Linked DNA regions of Drosophila melanogaster: regions 2 and 3 are each linked to region 1. A link is a contact called in public Hi-C and targeted proximity ligation data. All regions are on one chromosome and are shown on one strand. The core of a region is the stretch at or near the end of the contact, and the rest is flanking DNA. Distances in the headings are between cores, read along the strand shown.

The links. Hi-C and Micro-C count contacts between places; a contact is called where the count stands out from the background.
Region 2: a contact with region 1 is called in a targeted proximity ligation map of the Kc167 cell line, with 3 times the contacts expected there. A contact is called at or near these places in 5 of 107 Hi-C or Micro-C datasets (the ML-DmBG3-c2 cell line, embryo, eye imaginal disc and 1 more) and 2 of 7 datasets of targeted methods (both in the Kc167 cell line).
Region 3: a Hi-C map of the Kc167 cell line shows a contact between it and region 1, with 1.8 times the contacts expected there. A contact is called at or near these places in 3 of 107 Hi-C or Micro-C datasets (the D17-c3 cell line, the Kc167 cell line and the ML-DmBG3-c2 cell line).

What each region holds. Positions count from the first base shown.
Region 1 is chr3R:21,613,830-21,617,221 of dm6, forward strand. lncRNA:CR44034 (long non-coding RNA:CR44034) reads right to left here and starts at 1,911. Exons shown (of 1, transcript NR_074041.1): 1 at 1,191-1,911. The region is part of intron 1 of InR (Insulin-like receptor); the gene reads right to left.
Region 2 is chr3R:21,183,280-21,186,671 of dm6, forward strand. It overlaps SNF4Agamma (SNF4/AMP-activated protein kinase gamma subunit), which reads left to right. Exons shown (of 13, transcript NM_169946.2): 7 at 2,269-2,305. Among named protein-coding and RNA genes, the nearest start is that of Snmp1, 17 kb to the left of the region's middle.
Region 3 is chr3R:21,947,199-21,950,590 of dm6, forward strand. It overlaps Eip93F (Ecdysone-induced protein 93F), which reads left to right and starts at 1,916. Exons shown (of 7, transcript NM_001104395.2): 1 at 1,916-2,204; 2 at 2,442-2,674.

The DNA.
Region 1 (3,392 bases), core at 661-3,160:
TTACAGTGAAAAATAGGCAACAACACATAAAACCTAAATAAGCTTAAAAGTTCATAAACCTAAATTTATTTTTCCACAATAATATCATGCGTAATATGTACAAAACATGACATTGACACAGAAGATCAGTTTTGTCTAGTTACTATCTGGTTTAAGGAAGATTTTAGAGGTTTTCGTACAGATAAAAAAGGATGATGGAAGATTATATTTAAAAATAATTTGGTGACGAAATCAAAATACATAGCTTAAAAGACTTATACTTATCAAATTGTTTAATCGTTAAAAATTTATAGCGGTTGCCAATAAATTTCCTCAAAACATTAAACGTCAAAATAACAATTTTAATTCTACTGCAAAGGCGGAGATAACAAATCATTCGCTGTTCTTACATAAAAGTAGGATCAGATCTAAATTCCTATCTGCGGCTAATTAAGTGATATATTTATTACATTTGTACAGAAATACGTAACATACCTGTTACAAAACTAATTTAATAGATTAAATAAATCGCTACATAAGCTTACGTAAATATGTTCTTTATTAGTCATACAATGTATTCCCACATATAATTATCAGTGCCTTGTTCCATGCGAGTAACATGGCTAATCACGGACAACTAGTTTGATAAGCTCTTAATCCTTACTCACCATCCGCAGAGATTGCCCATAATCTGGAATCAAAATATCAAAACAAACAACTTGCCATTGGCCAATTGTTGATTCTTGTGGGTGTATTCTCATCGGATGTCTGTGTGTGGGAGTGTGTGTGTGTGTGTCGCCGAATGAGATACCGAATAAACACTTTCACGAGAAGACGGTCCCATACAAAATGATCACAAGATCCCGTAACCATATAAACACCACGTCATCGCCTGTCCACCGCCCGTCACTACCACACCACCACCACCACCACGACCACCACCCACCCACGTCGAACAGCTTACCCCCTAAGTTTCCTGTAGCTTTAGTTGCCATTCGCACCAGCAGTTTATTATACTTAAGTTTTCCTATAATACATTTCTTATTGCTGTTCTTTAAATCACATAGTGAAAACCATAATTGTACACACTGAGAAATAAATGGGTGTGCACAGCTGCGGAAAAAATACTAAAATTCTGCAGTGACTCATTGGCTTAAGGATCAGCGAAAGTTTTTAAAAACGAAACAAAAACAAAAAAGTCAAGTAGTAATGAAATCAAAGACAATATTTAATATTTGCACACAATTTTCCACAATTACCAAGCTGTCCGACGATTTCCTTTCCAGTTCCAACTATTAAGAACTATTTATGTGTCAGATCTCTATTATCATGGCCGCACTTGTAAGTATGTTCGAGGTTCATGCGTAGGCGACTGCAGACTTCCGAAGGGAAGGTGAAATCGGGGGAGACTCTCGTCATACGACCGGCTGACGAACGTCGACCATGTCATGTGTTGTTGGCTCCAAGTGTGCGCGTGGAGGGGCTGGCTCCATGCGTTACTTTTGTTCCCGCTGTCGCCAGCACTATTGTTATTGCCATGGCTGTTGCGGCTGGGTATTATTTGCTTGGACCTTAGACCCTCTTCCCATGATAAGATTCGGGAGCAGCTGCTTATAATGATGGGTGATGGGTGGTGGGTGGCTATGTCTGCGCCGCGGATGGATGGATGGCTAGTTGGATGGACGTATGGATGGCGGGTTGAGCGGTTAAGAGATGCGAGTCCCCATGTGAATCACTGTGGCTGCCCTCGCATCGCTTCTTGGAACAATCAATTCCGATTCATTCGATTTTCCGCGAGTTGAATGCAAATAAAAACACAATTAAGTGCGGCTGGTACAGCGAAAACAAGTTGACTCACTGCAAATACGTTGCATTTCGCAATGGCAAAACAAATGGCAGCTACACGGCTTGCGTAATTAATACCAATTTGGGCATGATCCAAAACGCACAGCTTGTTCAGTGCAATAATAACAATAAAGAAGGAGAGATCCCAATCACCTTGGTGATCGGTCATGTACATGCATACATATTTGTAACTTGTATTTGAGAACTAGTCGCTTAAATAAATTAGTAGAAAAATTTAATACTATTGCACCAGAAAACTATAATTTTGTTTTAAAACCAATTGAAAATTAATTCTATGGAAGGTATAAAACGAATGAATTGAAACACATATTTCGTTCAATTATCATACTAATTATGTCGAATCGTCTCCATTCCTGGTCCCATTAATAAATACAAAAACAACAACATCGCAGTGCGTGCATGCATGTGTGGGCGTGGCAGCGGAGGGAGTGTGGAGCGATTAGAAGACGCGCGTCTAAGTTCAAGGCCAAGCAGTTCACAGCATAAGCAGTGAAGGCAGCAGCAACAACAAAGGAGAAAAAGCAGCAGCGGCAGCAGGGCAAGAGTGCGAAAGGGGCAGAGGGTGGAGAGGGAAAAGAAGCAAACGCAGCTGAAAAAAGTGCACACAAAATTGTTTGGCTGTGTGAATGTGTGTGTGTGTGTGCTGTTTCGCAGCGAAAAAGGTCAATGACACCTGTCTGTTTGTCTCGCTCGGCTCACACACACACACATACAGGCTTATCACCGGCCACTCTCTTTCGGCAATCGTGCCCTCTCTTTCTGGCCTGCGCGCAGCTACGTTTAGACATGTGGTCAGAGCATTTTTTTTGTTTTTTCTCGCTTTAAAAGGCATTCGTGTTGGTGGCGGCATGTGTGTTTTTGTTGTTCGTTTCGGCACTGTTAATTAGTGTGGCCAAATTATGCGCCAAAGCCGCCAACAACTCGATGGTCATACGTCATCAACAATAGCCGGACAAACAATTTCCGGTTTTTAGCCACACCATTAAAAAGCCAATATCAGAAATAACATGCACAAAAATAAAATAATAAAAATACAGAGAAACAAAAGCAGGCGCAACAACAACAAACTTGGCCCGGGTTCCGTCATTGCCTCATCCTCTATAGATCTCTTCTGTTCTTCTGCTTTATTTTGGTTCTATTTCAGCAATTTGTTATTGCGGCGACTTATTTTTGTCGCAGCACGCACACACACTCGCACTTATGCTCGCACACACACACACACACACACAAATGCACAGAGAGCAGGCAGGCAAACTCGATTTAAAAATAAATAAATTACGCACAAATACAAATACATTGGCCAACATTCTTCGGGCCTCGTCAAAAATATAGCATGATTAATACAAAAATGCGCAATTCTCTGGTGTTTTTTTTTTCTACTTCGGTTTTGCCTGTTGTTTTAACCCAACCTCCCAATTTTTTATGGCATTTCTCTCTTATTATACAATAATAACGCGAATATAATAAGAGCACAGCAAGTGGGCAGTTCAACGGCAACGCAAATAGCAACAACAAGCGCAGCGGCACGCCAATTAGTGCTTATGCTT
Region 2 (3,392 bases), core at 357-2,856, 430 kb before region 1:
GCAACTTTTTTTTTTTTTTTTGTTTGGTTGAAATCTTTTACGCGCTTGGTCACATGCCAATTGGAAATTAACATGCCGCTGTTAACGCAATGTTAATTAAATTCTTCTAGACTCGAGATTGTTTTTGAATCGATCGCACAACTGGCAGAATTCCAATCAGGCGCGGAATAATGCTAAATGGAACTAAGTCGAATTGATTTGTGGCCAAAAATGTAAGATTTGGCCACAGTTGCCTGGCCAAAACCCTTACCCTTTCGAGCAATATTGCTTCCTTTTTGTGTTTCGTTGTGGTTTATTTGCCTTCCGGCGAGCAGCTAATTAACGTTAATGACTTTTACATTCTGTTTGCGTTTTGTTGTCTGGTCGCGGAGTCTGTTTTGCTAGAATTTTATTTACTTACTATTAGTTTTGCGCGCATTTCTCTAACAAATATTGGCGCTAACGGCGAAGAAAGAAATATTAGAAATGAAAGCGAAATACATACGTTTCTGTGAATTTGCGAATTTTCAATGGTCGTATAAAGGCTAATTATACTTGTATTATTTACGTCTATAATATTTGCTGCTTGTTTGTCGTGCTAAAAACAAGTTACACCGTCGCGGGTAAACAAAACAATCAAAATACGATAAGAACGCAAAAGCGCAAGCTGACAATATTAAGTATACGCCCCGAGGTGTGTGGAAATCAGAAGTTTGTTAAAAAATTATCAATTCCTTGAGACTCGGTCAGGTGTTAAGTCTGAAAGTATGAGAATTAAATAAGATTGGGTAATATTTTGACGGGCTTTATAAATTTGCATCAGTCGACGGCAGCACATTTAGTCGATTGTTTACTTGCTGTAGGAAATTAATATAGATATCTATATCTGTGAACCCTTCATATCTATGTCAATATGCGGTTTTGGCCATCGGCAATTATTAGTGCGGAAATTTTGGTATGTCGAGCTGAGTTTTATATTTGCTATAGCTAGGATATTTCCTCGCTGGAAAACCTCTTTTTCCAGTTTTAATCAGTTTTCATTGTATAGAATCGCTGGTCTTCTGGTCTCGTGTCTGTTGCTTTTTAATTGGGTGCACCTTTCAATCAAAGTTTTTGTCAATTTCAATTGAACGGACACAAGACAGCAGGCAATCAACTAGCAAGAGAAACACGCCTCCTCTTAAATCCACTGAACTTTATGGCTGCGTTCGTTCAATCAACTTAATGCGTCACCAGTTTGTTCTTTCGAATGATCATGCTTTGTGCTTATTTGTTAATTAAAAGAGTTCGGGGTCAAGGATTAATTTGTGGGGTGATGGGGAAAGGTGATAAGACGCGGACCGCTGGAAATAATTATAGCTGCTCCAATGAGATTCTGCGACATTGTCGTTATTTCACTTATTTTCCCATTTCCTTAAACACGAAAACTCGGCGAAAATTCTTGCCGGGTAATTAAAAAATATACATAAATTGGCATTACCGCGCTGGGAAAGGCAGGGAAATTTACATAGTTTATGGGTGGCAATGGCAAATCCCCTATATGCACTTATCAAATTTTATTTTATTTATTACGAGTAAATAAAAAAGCAGAAAACAAAATGATATAAATGTTTAAAACGGCACAGTAAAGCGCCCCTGGCGTTGAGTAGCGAAATCAAATGTTGCAAGCAGTTGACCGGCAAGCAGTGATCGCGGGTAAACAAGCAGTTGACGGCTGAATTTAAATTTGAATTTGAATTGGTTTTCTTGTGTAGATAAACATTTTATCAATTTATTAACAAAAATATATAACCAAAAGTGAACTTTGGTAATTATGAATCACACCAGCTGATAACAGAACAAAAATTTCCAAAACAACAATACATAAAACTGCGGCAAAATGTCGGCGGTGAAGCGTTGGATATATCGGCACACTCACTCGAGCAGCTCTGCCACGCCCACCTCGCCCGGCCCCCCGCCCGTCTCGCCCACCAATAAAACGCGTCGCGGACGCAGCCACTCCCTTGATGTGCAATCCTTACCAGGAATTCGCGCCATGATGGTCAACAGTGTAAGAATAGCAACCGATTGAATAACATAAACTAGTTAATCTTAATCTTAATTACTTTAGTAATAATATGATAATATTTTTAAAATATTATATTAAAATAAACACCTAAATTATGACTAGCAATAAATAAGACCCGTATATTAATATAACATTATAAAGCACTTTCACAGCTACGTATTTATATTTAAGGGGAATTTAAGCTATAGTATTTTTAACTTATTCATTTATTTCCTTTACAGCGCGCGGCGGCGCATCAGCAACAGTTGGCTGTGCAAAGTAAGTACGAAATAGAGTTTGCAATTTATTCCAGAATACTTTTAGAACAGCAAGTACCAGGTAGAAAACATAGAAAATAACCATTTACAGAACCCATAAACCGAACCGACTTAATTTAAGCGTTCACAACAACACGGCTACAAATTTAAATTAACCTTGACTTTGAAAACTGCGCAAAGCCGAAAAGAAACCGAAAACACACCGCGAAAGCAAAAAACAAAACAAACAAACAAACGAATACGCGAATAAAATTCAGCACCGAAACCAAGTTGGAGTTATTGCGCATAGACAGCGAAGTGTTTTACATATGTATGTAAATGCCAAATACTAGAATTACTTAACACTTTTATCCAATTCGCTAGGATCGGCAACAGCGAGATGGAACGCAGAAGTTCGTCCAAAGCAAATAAACAAATAGCAAAGACGCTGGAAAACGTTTAATTCGATTGCGTGGGTGTGGGAACGAACATCTGTCGCTGTGGAATATTTTTGACTTTCATTGACAACCCGCGAATCGAGTCGTTTCAAAACCACTAATCGGATGGTTAATTCAATCAATTTGTTAAAAGTGATTTATAGTTCTCGATGAACAATATATGTATATGTATCTTAATATCTTAACTTCAAGATAACTGAATGCATATCGGAGTATATTTAAATCCAAACCATACTTCCAGGTTATCTAAATACTTTTAATTTAAATTATTGTCTTGAATCTTTTTTTTTATTTTTGAATTCACATAGCTTAAATGGCAAGAAAAATTAAAGTGTTTCCATAAATTCCATTTAAGCTTTAGTTAAGCGATATTGACTTCTCGCTAAACTAGGATGTATTTTAAAGATATCTTTCTCATCTAACTAGTAAACTTTTTCCCACTGTTCATACAAATATGAATGTATGTACATATGTATGTTACATACTTAGATATCGTATGGTTCATAAAAGTGGAAAATTGTGTCGTTTGTAATTGTTACATCTGCGTTACGAAATAGCGGGAACAACAACTGAACAAATAGAACCGAAGAATGCGCAGCCAAAGCAATTTTCCTATTTCGCGCAACAAAAACCAGGCGAAAACAAAATGTG
Region 3 (3,392 bases), core at 666-3,165, 330 kb after region 1:
CATTTACAATCATGCAAACACAAACAGCAAAAAAAAAAAAGCGGCACAAAAATTACAACGAAATTTTCGCATTAATTGAGGGACCTTGAAACCAGTCACGACTCAAAATTCTGGCAGAGACCAGGGGCCAGGCCCAGAGTATATCCCCCCAACAGCCCCTCAGTTGCCCCTCTTCTAGTTGCCCCTTCACCGCCCACATCTCATTCTCCATCGGTCCGGTCCATAAGTTGTTCCAGTCAACGCCAACGCCAAGTCAACGCCGAAAAAACTGCACAAAAAATAAGGAAAATAATAACAATAAAACTAAAAATATTTTCGTCTACAATGACATGCAATTGAGTCGCTGCAAGTCGACTCGAATTGCAGTCTGTTCTCAGTCGGTCATTTCCTCAGTTGGTCAGTCAGTCCGGTCGTCAGTTTCCCAGTTGTTCAGTCGCTAAGGTGCGCAATCAGTTCCTCGTTGGGGCTTTTGGTTAATAATAGGTACTCACTCAGTTTCTCAGTCAGTCAATGGGTAATTTTGGGGTTAGTCAGGCTATATTAAAGGCGATTATCTTATGTCTTGACAAAATGACTTTAATATAAAGTCTTGAAGTTCTTAGCAAACATAATTAGCTGGAAATGGCCTTATGAAAAATGTCAAAAATTTGACGATTTTTGATAACTCAAATAAAAATAACTATAAGAGAAGTCTGTGGGTTGGTATAATTTATAAGGCTTAACAAAGGTATTTGGGTTATAGAACTGATACGATTGTTTACTAAAAATAAGCTGTCTACTTTTACGACCCTCGAGTAGTGCACTATAACGATTCCCGGAAAAATGCAACGCTTATCTGGGCTCCAACCCAATTATCGATCGCTCAATCCTTGGGGGTCACCATCCATAGATCCTTTCCCGACTCTCTCACAAAAATCGCAATTCTTCAAAGTGGCAGCCCAAATGAATTATTTTAGTTTTCAGTACGCTCTGGCACTCGACATTCGCACCGAAAAAAGTGAAAAAACGAAAACAATACGAAAACAAAAAAGCTCAAAACCAAAATAAAAACTAAAAAAGTGCATGTGCAACGGTAGCCTACGTATTCCTCCCGCCGATTTCCGCGTGCCCCGCCGCTCCCCCGGCCGAGAAGAGCCTCCGTTGTGGGAAGTGGATGTGGAATATATAGACGTATAGCCGGCTCGGATCGGTTTGCTTCGTCGCTGGCCGCCAGTTGCATTTCGAGCGGTGAGTGAGCGCCTCCAGTGCCGAACGCTGGCGATTCGGACGCGGACCTAAAATCGAAAACCCACCAAAACTGAGGCTGAGCAGAAAGAAAAAAAAAATGAAATGCAAGCACCACTACTGGCAGCGAATCGTTGCAAATTTTTACAAACTCGAGAACAAAATGCTGCTTGAATAAAAAAATATGTGTGAAATTCTCAGAGAGCGTGCATTATGCATATGTGTGTGTGTGAGTGCGAGTCTCTGTGTGTGTGTGTGTGTGTGTGTGCAATTAAAAATTGCACTGTACTTGCTCTTGGCCTTTCCCGCGACTTGAGCGGAAAATCCAGCGCTCTCTGGGCCACCATTTTCTTTTTCTTCGCTTTTTTTCCAACGTCTACTTCTAGCCTCTTGCTGCTGTGGCTCTCTGTTAACCAATTTCGCTTTTAGCCTTTTTTTACCGGCTGCCATGAATGAAGGCACCCATACAGTTGCACGCAAGCCGGCTAACTCGCTCTCCCAACCTCTCGTTCTCTCTCCCTTCCGCTCCCTCTCGCTCTCATTGAGTGAGTTCTGCGAATGCACTTTTTGGCCGAGTGGAAATGCTGGCTTGCTTGTGTGCGTGAGTGCATCCGCTCGTCGAACGCGACTGCAGCGGTCTGCTCAGCTGTGGCAGCAGGCTGGCTTTAGCTTTATTGTCCGTCGGCTCGAGCGGTTCGCTTCGGTCCCGGCCCCGCTGATTTGGATTTGGATTCGGATTCTCGGTTTCTCGGTTTCTCGGCTTCACGCTTCCTCGGATTCTCGGTTTCTCGGATACTTGGCTACTCCGATAGTGGGATATTCTCGCCAGACTCGGCTTCTCTGCGAGATTCTCCATTCTCCTCACTGCCCAGACGGGCGATTCTTGTGCCCGACCGATTTGGGTTCGGATCGAAGGCGGCGTTCGCTGCTGCAGCGTTTGCCGGCGTCGCTGCCTGCGCTCTTGCGTATTAGTAACGTCGGTCTGTCAGTGTCAGTTGTTGTTGTTGTTGCTTGTTTGTTGTTGACGCTGGTCGCGGTGTGCGAATTTTTATTTATTTTCTACTCACACACACATACACAGACAGACACACACACACACGCACACGCACATGCACACTACCTTTAACATGCTTCCTCTTCCCGAGCGAAAACAACAACAACAGCAACTGAGAGAAAAACCTTTAACGTGCGTTTTTCTTATGACAAAAATTTTTTAGTTGACATGCCAGGCCACTAAAAACGAAAAAAAAAAATAAAAAAGTAAAAAGAGCTGAAAATGCAAAAGTGCTGTGACAACCACAAATAAATGATAGAAGGAAAAAAGTTTAATACATTAAAAACAAATACCACAAACAAAGTCAACGTTTTCATCGTACTGCAAAAAAACCACAAATTTTTTACATATTTACATTAATGAGCTTGTAAATATTGGGACGCATTGCCACGAAAAGTGAGTAAGAATTCTTTTTTAATCATTCCATTTATGTACATACATCAGAATGGGGAAAAAATTCATGAGCCAGCACTTTTGGGTTCTTTGTAAACATTACAAAAATTAATTAAATCATGTATGTTTCAATTAAATGTATTTTTTGTATTATAAAAATTGCATTTTGTCCTCACTCTCTCTCTCTCTCTCTTAACGGCTTACTAATTATCCTCAGTGTAGATATTTTCTTATCAATTCGGGTAGCGTATTTTCTGGGATTTCCCTGAATTATGTAGCTCCATTTGCATTATAATTAAATAACTAAGTTTACTAGAACTAACTAATGGGTGATTTATGCAAAAAATCAAATAACAAAATACTTGAGTGCTAAGTGTATAATTTAAATTACCCTGCATTAGTTTACAAAGAACCTTTCCGGATTTTCCCCAACTGCAACAAGTTTTTGAGCTGTATAGTTATTATTATACCTATGCCGTATCATGCATTTTCCAATTGTTTTGGGATCGGTTCCGTTGACTAAATCGGATGACTCTAAATGCCTGTGATTCATCTTAAATGATTGCACTGATTTGCTCACTTTCAAGATGTTCGTTGCTCATAAGAAATAATAATAGATCATTCTAGAATAGGGAATAATTTGATAAGAACTTATATGCGCCTTCGCTAAGTAATATTGAAAGAGGTAATTAAAGTCTTGTTACTCAAATGTATAGCAATT